Linked DNA regions of Mus musculus: region 1 is linked to region 2. The links are chromatin contacts, called in public HiChIP or PLAC-seq maps. All regions are on one chromosome and are shown on one strand. The core of a region is the stretch at or near the end of the contact, and the rest is flanking DNA. Distances in the headings are between cores, read along the strand shown. Region 1 overlaps Gm35208 (a long non-coding RNA gene). Region 2 overlaps Cyria (CYFIP related Rac1 interactor A).

What was found. HiChIP or PLAC-seq counts read pairs in DNA pulled down with a chosen protein or histone mark.
Region 1: a contact with region 2 is called in an H3K27ac HiChIP or PLAC-seq map of trophoblast stem cells, with 8 times the contacts expected there. The contact joins two enhancer-like sites. A contact is called at or near these places in 3 of 15 datasets of contacts at CTCF or cohesin (embryonic stem cells, large pre-B cells and pro-B cells), 4 of 484 Hi-C or Micro-C datasets (cortical neurons and embryonic stem cells), 5 of 115 datasets of contacts at active chromatin or transcription factors (embryonic forebrain, embryonic stem cells, extraembryonic endoderm stem cells and 2 more) and 1 of 9 other capture datasets (embryonic stem cells).

The regions. Positions count from the first base shown.
Region 1 is chr12:12,990,739-12,996,119 of GRCm38.p6, forward strand. It overlaps Gm35208 (a long non-coding RNA gene), which reads left to right. Exons shown (of 4, transcript XR_381277.3): 2 at 2,559-2,760; 3 at 2,921-2,979; 4 at 3,090-3,611. Among named protein-coding and RNA genes, the nearest start is that of Gm35208, 6.0 kb to the left of the region's middle. Within about 2 kb of position 3,288, at least 56 of the 459 cell types and tissues checked have an H3K27ac peak or open chromatin away from gene starts, as enhancers often do. A contact at or near this core is called in trophoblast stem cells, where this site is marked.
Region 2 is chr12:12,319,420-12,324,114 of GRCm38.p6, forward strand. All of the region lies in intron 2 of Cyria (CYFIP related Rac1 interactor A), which reads left to right. Among named protein-coding and RNA genes, the nearest start is that of Gm34407, 32 kb to the left of the region's middle. Within about 2 kb of position 1,517, at least 68 of the 459 cell types and tissues checked have an H3K27ac peak or open chromatin away from gene starts, as enhancers often do. A contact at or near this core is called in trophoblast stem cells, where this site is marked.

The DNA of each region.
Region 1 (5,381 bases), core at 2,038-4,537, 670 kb after region 2:
TTCTCCCCTGCCCCCCTTTGGCCACATCCACCCCTGACATTCCTCCTTCTATTTTCATGTCATTCATATATTCATTCATATATATATATATATATATATATATATATATACATATATATATACATATATATATATATATATATAAAACACAAATTTGCATATGAAAAAAAGCATGCAGAATTTGTCTTTCTGAATCTGACTTTTTGAGATTGAATTTGCTCAGCGCGATGAATTCCAGCCCCATCCATTGTTCCACAAAGTTTGATCTTTTTTTTTAACAGTTGAATAAAAATCTAAGTAGTGTATGTTGTATATACTTTATCACATACTATACGTTTTTGTCCTTTCATCTGTTGATGGGCATCTAGGCTGCTTCTTTATGTTGGCTGTTATGAATATTAGTCATATCATAGCAGTAATACACATGGATGTCCAAATGTCTCTGTGGGACTGTGACTTAGATTTCCTTGGTTATGTTTCTTGGAGTGGTATACCTGGATCATAGGGTGCTCTAGTATCAGGTTTGTTTGTTTGTTTGTTGTTTTTCCCTTTCCCTTCTCCCTCTTGCTCCAGCCCCTGCTTGCTCCGGTCCATTTCAGCAGCCCAAGTTTTTTGTTTTTTGTTTTTTAAGACTTTTTCCATATTGATTTCTACAGGGGCTGCACCAGTTTAAAGTCCCACCATCAGGGATAGGGGTTCCCAGTTGCCCACATTCTCACCAGTGTTTGTTGTAATCCTTTTCCTTTTTCTTTTGGGGAGACAATATTGTCCTGAATGCTGGAGATTACAGATGTGATCCCCCATGCTTGTTTTTCTAATAGCCACGCTGATTGGGATAAATAGATTCTCCACCCCCCCCTTTAATTTGCATTTTTCTAATCGCTAAAATGTTGACTATTTCCCTGCACAAGCTTGTTGGGTCACTTGTAGTTATTCCTTTGAGAATAACTATCTGTTCATTTCCCCACTTGTTGACTGAAGGATTCTGTTGGTGTTTAATTTTTTTCGGTTTGATGTATTCTAGATATTAATTACCAGTCAGAAGGATGTACAGTTGGATGGTCTTTCTCTCATTCTGTCTTTTTGCTTTGCTGTGCCAAAGATTTTTAATTTCATATGCTCCCCATGCCTGGATCTTGCTTTGTTTCTTCTGTTGTTTCAGAGTTTCAGGTCTTACATTAAGATCTTTGTTCAGAGTGGAGACACAGATCTAGTGTCAGCCTTTTGTATGTGACTATCCAGGTTTTCCATGCCATTTGTTGTAGAGGCTGTCTTTTTGTCAATGCATATTTTTTATTTCTTTGTCAAAAATTGGGTGGTCATAGCTGTGTGGGTTTATTTCTGGGTCCTCTATTCTATCCCACTGGTCTCTGTCTATTTTTGTGCCGGTCTCATGCTATTTTTGTTACTGTAGCTGCATGTATGTGTGTGTATAGTAATACACTATTACAGTAGTTTAATTTGAGGTCAGGTATTGTGATTCCTCCTGCTGCACTGTTTGTGTTCAGGATGGGTCTGGCTGTTTAGAGTAGTTTTTTGCTTCTGGATGCATTTTAAGAACATTTCCATTTCTTCAGACAGAAGCTCCATACAACTGCCAACTCTTCTCCGATCCTAGCTCCTGGAAACCACTTGTCCACTTTTTGTTTCTAGGATTTAACTAGTCTAGGTGTCTTATCTGAGTGAAACTGTATAGCATTTGCCCTTTCGTCTCTTTCTTCTTTCCTTTAGCATGATGTTTTCAAGGTTAACTCATGTTACAACATCTACCTGAATTGTAATCCTTTCTAAGACTCAATAATATCTCACTGTCTATGTGCATAACCCATTTTGTTTACCTACCTGTCAAAAGATATTTGGGCTGTCTGTCACCTTTTCACTGGGATAAATAATGAATGCCCTGTCAGCATATAGACTTCTTCATATCTCAGATTTTAATTTGTTTGTGTGTATATACATACATTCACACACACACACACACACGGAAGTGAAATTTCTGGGTCATATGCTTGAACATTGACTCTCAAGTAAAGACTCTCTGTAGTGTGACCTGGGGTAGGGTGATCTGGGGTAGGTGCTCCTTTCTGTATGTCACTGGAAATGAAAACTTGAGTTAGGCATCACTTACAGGACAGGGATGGTATATTGGTATGAGAGATAAAGAAAAGAGTCCGTTGGCTATGCAACAGCTATTCACAAGTTAGAGTGGCTGAAAGATTTGTCCTGTTAAGGTGGCCTCTGAGGATTGCCTCTGGCCTGCGAGAGACCCTGGCATAGCTGCATTCCCTAGTATATAGTGTCCCCCCACCCTCCACTTCCTGCAAGCAGATTGTGTTCCTGGAAAGTTATGGTGAGTACTATTTTAGAGCTCATTATTCAAGGAACCCTGGGGTGGTTCCTTCTGGAAAAGCAAGGCTTTGTTGGTGGAGGAAATAGCAAGTTCTAAATGACTTGCCATAAATCTGAGCCTTGGTATACAAGCTCTGGCCTAGTGTGGGATGTCACGGTTGATAGGCTCCTCTCACTCTGCCCGTCCCTGTCACCTGGTGTTTATCCAGGTGTCACCAGGTACAAAACGGATCCTTTCCTTCAGAAGAGAAGCAGTGAGTTTTGTTGCAGCACATGGGCTTGGAAGACTTCCGATCCTGCCTTCCTGGTCATTCTCTGCTGTTATCTGAGTAACACTGACCAAGTGACTTATCCTCTTTGGGCCCTCACTTCCTCATCTGAAAAACATAGATGGCGTGCGGGAAGGATTGGGTAAGCTGACGCTGTTTAGCCCATGACAGAGAGACAATTAGCCTGCTCACATGAGGAGGCCTGGGAAGAATATACTCAGGAAACCTGGGATTTCTTGTTTCAGAATGGTTTTGATGAGGCTTTCAGACCAGCAAACATTGTTTTTTTTTCTTTTGAGCAGCAATGCCAGGATGAAAGATCTTTCCTATGGGTGGACAGCTTTCTGCAGGCCTCCCTAGTGTAAGTAAGGCTCCTGGCTGATTTGTCTGCCTTTCAAACCAAGCCTTTGTTTCACTGTCCTTACTGTGCGCTCTTGTCCTTTTGATCACTTGTTCTTTATAACAAAACAGGTGCCAAGTTCTACCAACAAGCAAGAGCCAAGACCACGGAAACTGTGACCAGCATAATACAAATTGTGTTTTCTGAGCACTGGATTAAAAAAGAACCTCTAAGATAAAAACTGGAAGTAGTTTTCTCAAGAGGGGACTGCTGCTGCCCCATGGAGTCAGGACAAAGCCCTGCCGTCTGTTTGGTGCATTGTGGAATCTCACATTGCTCACATTCCGCCAACCCTCGAGATAGGCAGCACTATGACCATTGTCCTCATTTAGGACCTGCAAAAACTGAGTTCCAATCAGTAAAGCCAGTTGCCCCAGGAAACGAGCTGATGGGTGGATGAGGCAGTATCTCCTCTGGCCACAGCAGGCCAGCAATCCTGAGCCACTCTGTAGGCCTGCAATGGAGGGAGGCTCTTATACTCTAACCATCAGTGTTAACAAACTGAGAGACCCTTTTATGGTCCCAGGCTTATAGCTGGTGTGTGTGTGTGTGTGTGTGTGTGTAGCCATGCAGATGGTTAGCTCATTAATAAATAATAGCCACCATTCTTGACATTTCCAGGGTCAGTTGTGCAACAACTGAAGATGGAATTCCTCAGTGCAGGAAATAGCCTGCACAACAAAGCACTCTTATCTCAGGGGAGGCAGCTGAGATTTCTTGGGCTCCTGCGCCTTCTCTGGCTTGGTTAGTTTTACCCTCAGGGACCCGTCCTCAGACAGGCGCCAGAGCCTCTAAGAGGGTAGGGCTCACAGACCAGCTGAACCCCAGCCTCGCCTGTACTCAACATTCCCAAACATCTGTGGAATGAAGGATGAACCAATTCTTGGCCTTGCCATTCCCATCTGTGAATCAGGACAATAATGGTGTGTGAATGTGTGCACTGTGACAACTGAAGGAGAGATCAGCCCAGCTGTCTAGGCACTTGGAACCAGCTATTAGGTGGTGTGGTGATGGCTTTGCCCATTGGCTAGCTGGGGAGAGGGAAGAGGGGTCTTTAGGTGTTAACCAAGAAGGCTTCAGTGAGCCCAAGATGATGCACTGAGGAAATTTTGTGCACTACCATCTACAGCAGGGGCTATAAAACTCCAGGTGGCAGGAGTCTTGGGGCAAAGTAGATTAGAAAGAGGTTCTGTCACACCTTTCTAAGCTGCCTCATGCTCACCTAGGCTCCTGGGAAGCTTGGTTCTGCTCTCTCAGGAATGAGGATGTGATGCCCCAGGACCTCCCGGGACTTTGTTTCTGTGATTCACAATCGGGAAAAATGAGTCTTTTCCGCCGTGGCCAGGATGACCTCCACGTCCAGTCTTTTTGGCAAGTATCTTTGCATGCACTGCAGCATGTGCTCATGTGTGTGTGTGTGTGTGTGTGTTTCTACCATGCTTCCAATCCTATTTCTCTGAGTGTCTGACTGTGGGGTTCATCTCCATGAACCACTATAGTGGGACTCCACCTGCCTGCTAGTTGATCAGGTCTCCCTTGTGGCCTGCCCTTTAGCCTGCCTGTCAGAAAGCTCTTCTGGTCTCTGGCTGAGGTCAGGGGCTGTCACGTGGCAGGGAGAAGAGTGGAGTGCTAACAACTGCCTGACAGCTGGTCACAGCTGGTGACAGCTAGGCTGGCTTGGGCGTGGGAAACACGATTCAGGCAGCAACAGCTGGGAAGAGGACCACACTCAGAAGACGAGCTGATGAGCCACCGTGCCGTGTGCAAAGGGCAAGACCCCACTCCTACCACCCTCTCTTGGACAGGGGCCAGCACAAGGGGTGGCTCAGAGCCTGCACTCCCAACGTTCTTCTCAGAGCCTGGTCAGAGACTGTTCTTTCCGGAGGTTCGAGGAACCTCTCCGGAGGTTCGAGGAACTCCTCCTTGCTCCTGCCCAAGCACGATGTGGGTTTCATTGATGGGTTCCTCGGGGTAGCAACACAAGGGGTGTGCACATCTTGGAGCGTGCTTACTTAGAAGCTGTGCATGTCGCCTTGCAGCAAAGGGGCTCCGAAAGGGGGAGGGGCCTATCAGAAGCAGTGAGAGCCGCCTGACTCAGATGTTGGCAACCAAATTCACATCCTCTGGAAGCCACAGTAAGTGGCTACAGAAGTTTGTTTGTTTGTTTGCTTGTTTGTTTGTTGTTTATCAGGCCTGGGATTGAATGCAGGACTGCACACACTAAGCAAGGCAAGCCTGGGGGATGAGCTGAAACCTGTAACCTACTCACTGCGTCTCCCAGAAGGCTGTGGTGCTGTGAGCTCACCTCCCTACCATTTTCTAGCAACGCAGACTTCGCTGCCATTCTTCACTGCATGAGAGAC
Region 2 (4,695 bases), core at 267-2,766:
CAAGTGTGTGTGTGTGTGTGTGTGTGTGTGTGTGTGTGTGTGTGTGTGTAGAGAGAGAGAAGGAGGAGGAGGGAGAGGAGAAGGAGGAGGCTAGTCTATCATGGAAACAAAAGGCAAGGGTGAGGAGGGGTATTGAGTGTGAATGGAAGTAAGATGTGGGTGGAGTTAGATATGAGCTAAAACATGAGTAGGTCACAATTTCAATTACACATAATATACAGACATTATGGCAAAGATTACAACTTCTTCCAAGTAGATGCTGCCATTCCCTGGGCTATGTCAGTAGCTCCAGAGGCCTCTGGGCCACTACTAAGAGTGCTGTGACTATCACCGCATTGATACTTATAAAACACTCTTGACTTAGTGCCTTTCTGTTACAACTTACTATTATTATAAAACAGGGAGACATCATTTGAGTTCCTGGGGCTGGAAATGTGGCATGTCCTCAATTACTTCGAGCATCCCAGAGGGACAGTGTTTGAGTTAAAGAAGCATTGTCTTAGCCTTTAGATTAAACTGGGCAGTCCTGGTAGTGGGGCCTGCTTTGTGGAAATGCATAAAAATGATTTGTAGTTAGCATATTGAACCTTTCATGATGTGTGATAACTTGGATGTACAGAAGGGATAGAGAGCGACTTCTCTGTGGGCCTGTCCATTCTGTGTCGTTTCTGTATGTCTCGGTCCTAGAAATAAGCTCCCTGCACCTCGTTCATTCTTTGTACCATGTCTACGTACATCATGGTACATGAAGGATGTGACTCTATCACCACTGTCCTTTTTGAGGGACTGAAGATGCACAGGCTGCAGGGAATAGACCTGTTGAGCCTCTGCACGGCTGCACTGCTCCTCCACTCTCTTCTTACACCTGAGTGGTGACCCCTCTCTGACTAGCATATCTGGTGGTTTGGCCTTAGGCTGTTTCAATTATGTTGGGAATTTGGGCAAGCTCATTGGGTAAAATCTAGACCGTTGGAACAGAGAAGTGTTTCTGTGGCCCCAGACACTGGGTTATAGGTGATCAAGGGATATAGAGACTCAGTGCAAGAAAATTAACCTTCTTAAACATCAACTTGGCCAATAGATAACTGAAGTGAGATTTTTTTGACCCAGTTTAACACTCTGACTTAGCATCAGTGTGGTCACTGATATCTTTCCGGCACCAAAGGCCTCATCCATATTTCTGCCCTGCTTGTTAGGTTGCAGGTTTTCTAAACAACCAATCCCTAGCCAGCTCTCTCGACCTCTCTCCTTTGCTACACAAGAACAGATCTTATGGTGATGTATTGCCCTCATGTACACAACACGCCCTTCCTTTTCTTCGCCTGGGACAACTTCTCTCTCCAATTGAGCCTGCTGTTACTTTTCTGAAGCCTACATCCTAGTCTGGCATGCAGGAAGTTTGGTCAATGCCACTTACATAACTTTTAAAAAGAGATCATACTCAGTATCATACAGTTGAATGCACAAGTTGTTTTATGGCTTCCTGGGTGTGGCTTCTGCAATGTCACTCTCCTTCCCTTGCCAGAAGCCACAAGCCATGTGTTAAGCTGTTTTCTGTTCCTCCAAACATTGAGTAATGGTTCTAGAGTATCAGATGAGTGGGTTAACACAGTGGCTTAAAGTGTGAGTTTTCTGGGATACCCTGTGCTCAAATCCTGGTGCTGCCAGTTGCTGGCTATAACTATACAAGCTACTCAACTTACATCCATCTTCTTACTTGTAAGTCATGGTTAGCCCTGTGGGTGCAATCTGACAATATCCATGAATTATTCAGCACAGTGTCGATCAGAGAATGCGCACAGTGTATGGGACTGGGATTGTTAACCAGATCCCTATGTAAGAATATGTATTCAGTTTCATGTTTTCTTGGCTATAACTCAATACACATGAGCCATGTGTTCTGACTGCCAAAACTTCCCAGTACCATCCTGGTCTTGTCAGTGGAAATGTAGGGCACAGATGGAGTAAAGATGGAGGCCTGATGTTTGGACCACACTTGAGTGTCTCCAGATATGGTACCAGAAACGTGCTTTTATATGACACACAGAGAGGGGGGGAGCAGGCAAAGACAGAGGTGTGTGTGTGTGTGTGTGTGTGTGTGTGTGTGTGTACATACATACAGAGAGAGACAGATATACATATGAATACAGACAGACAGATAGATACTCTATTGTGGGTATATATATGTTAGAAGAGATAGATATAAAAATAAAGAGTCCTGGGGGTGGTGTGTGGCAAAGTACTGTAGTGAACATGATAGTTAGACTGGGTGCTGCAGAAAAACAAACTGAACAGAGACCTGGAGAAAAGCATTTGAAACAAAAGGACTAACGAGGATGAGAAGGAGCTAGTGGTGGGGGATAACCTTGAACGAACACAGTGACAAGGCCAAGGTAGCGAGAGCAGAGCAGTGAAACCTTGGCTGGCGAGCAAACGCCATAGGCTCTCGCTGACTCTGGCAGGCACAGTACTTTTAGTGACGTGGAGGTCCCTGGAGAGATTTAAGCTGAGGGGTGACTGAGGCTAATTTTAAGCACAAGGCTATAGTAGCTAGATGGACAGGAAGCTGAGTGTTTGGGCTTGGAGACCTGTGCAGGAAGAAACACAGGATGCTCTGGCGAGGAATGGTGGATTCCAGCTTGGTCTGTGCACTGGCTGATTTTGTGTATCTACTTGTCACAAGCTGGAGTCATCAGAGAGGAAGGCACCTCAGTTGAAGGAGTGCCTCCATAAGATCCAGATGTAGGGAATTTTCTCAATTAGTGAACCAGAAGGGAGGGTCCAGTCCATCATGGGCAGTGTCATCCCTGGGCTGGTGGTCTGGGGTCAGTAAGAAAGCCGGCTGAGAAAGCCATGTGGAGCAAGCGAATCAGCAGCTCCCTTCCATGGCCTCAGCATCAGCCCTTGCTTCAAGGTTCCTGCCCTGCCTGAGTTCCTGTCCTGGTTTCCTTCCATTGATGATGAAGCGTGAGGCAAAGTGTAAGCCGAATAAACTCTTTTTCTCCACAGCTTGCTTTTTGGTCATAGTGTTTTGTCACAGAGTAGAAACCCTGACTAGGACAGCGTGAGACACTGGTAATTGAGAGAAAGAATTGAACACATGACCTGTCTCAAAAGCAGAGTTCTGGGATCTGTTGGCTTGAGTGCGGAGTATAGGATCTGTGGGATCTGTTGGCTTGGGTGTGGGGTATGAGATGCATCAAAGTCAGGTCAGCATCAGCGCCTTCTACAGAGCATCTGGAAGCTCACCCAGTTGCCATCTACTGAGCTAGGGAAGACTTCAAGGGCTGGTTCCAAGGTAAGAAATGGAGCCTTTCTTTATGGACGGGTTAAGTTTAGGTTCCCTGGGAGAATCTAAGCATCGCCTCAGTGTGTGGACTTTAGGGGACGAGGACACAGTGAGTTACAAGCTGGGGTGTCATCAGAGATCTCATTTAGAGTCCTCATAGATACCCCCTGTAAAGAGAAATCATCCCCATTAGTCAGGTCAGAATTCAGACGGAGATGCCAGACTTAAGGGAGACGCCAGTCTTAAGGGAGATGCCAGACTTAAGGGAGATGCCAGTTGTGGCAACGGCCACTCAATGCTTGGCAGCAGTGAAGTCATCAGTTACTCAGAGTGAAGTGCAGACCAGGAAAGGTTAAGTGAATGTTAATGAAATGCATTGATTAAGACTGTCGAACTAGAAAAAGGCTGCTCTGCTGTTTCCTGCAGGGCCTTCCTGGATCCGAATACTACTCCAAGGTGGGGCATCACCAACGGCTGGTGAAGCAGTGTGTCCAGGGACATGTACAGAGCTGTCCACACCAACACATAACACACAATGATGCCATGTCTAAAATAGAGATGGCAATAGTGTTAGAGAATCTAGACACCAGGAGTTAAGGTCTCTGTTCTGATCAAAACATGATGGCATTACCAGTAGGCATTGTATTTGCCTCTTCTGACTCCATATCAGTGATGTGGCCATTTCTATCCTATTGAAAGCAAGCAGAGAAGACCCTTTGTATCACCCTCACCACGTGTCAGGCAGGTACTCGATATTTAGTATTTGATCTCAGAGCAGCTAAATGAGTGGCATGAATTCAGATTATAAAACAATATTTGAAGGATTATATGACCTATCAAAAGTGCTGAAGCTAGTACCGGTTGTAGTTGCAGGGTTCCTATTTCCCAAAGTTCACACCCACCCAGCTTTTACAGCAAAGGGCAAAAAAGAAATTGAGGTCCTGAGCATCCTTCAGGTTCAAGTCTCAGCATCCCTGGCCTGCAGTTCCAGATATGGCCAGCAGAGGGAGCCGTGCACCGGGCTTCTGGGGCTTACTGCCCGAAGCCATATTGAATGAGCAATGTCTGCTGTGCGGACTCTGTGAGATCTAAATGTCTCCTTGGCAGGAAATTCGCAAGGAGCAGGACGGGGTTGTGCAAACAGCCTTACAATGTCCGTTTGTGTGTGAGCACATGGCTTCTCCCACTTCGCCCACAATGCTCTGTTTTGGGGGAGGATAATGGGCCTCTGTGGACCCCTCCGCCTTGTCATGCAAAGGGAGTGACCTGTGTTTGTCATAAATGGGCTCTTGTATGATTAATAGCTCTGTGAATGAGCCCAACGCAGCCGTTCAGCGCCCGCCTTCCCCTGGCGGTGGTCTGCGTCGGCTTTCTTCCCACCGCGAAAGCAGCTCCTGCAGATTTTA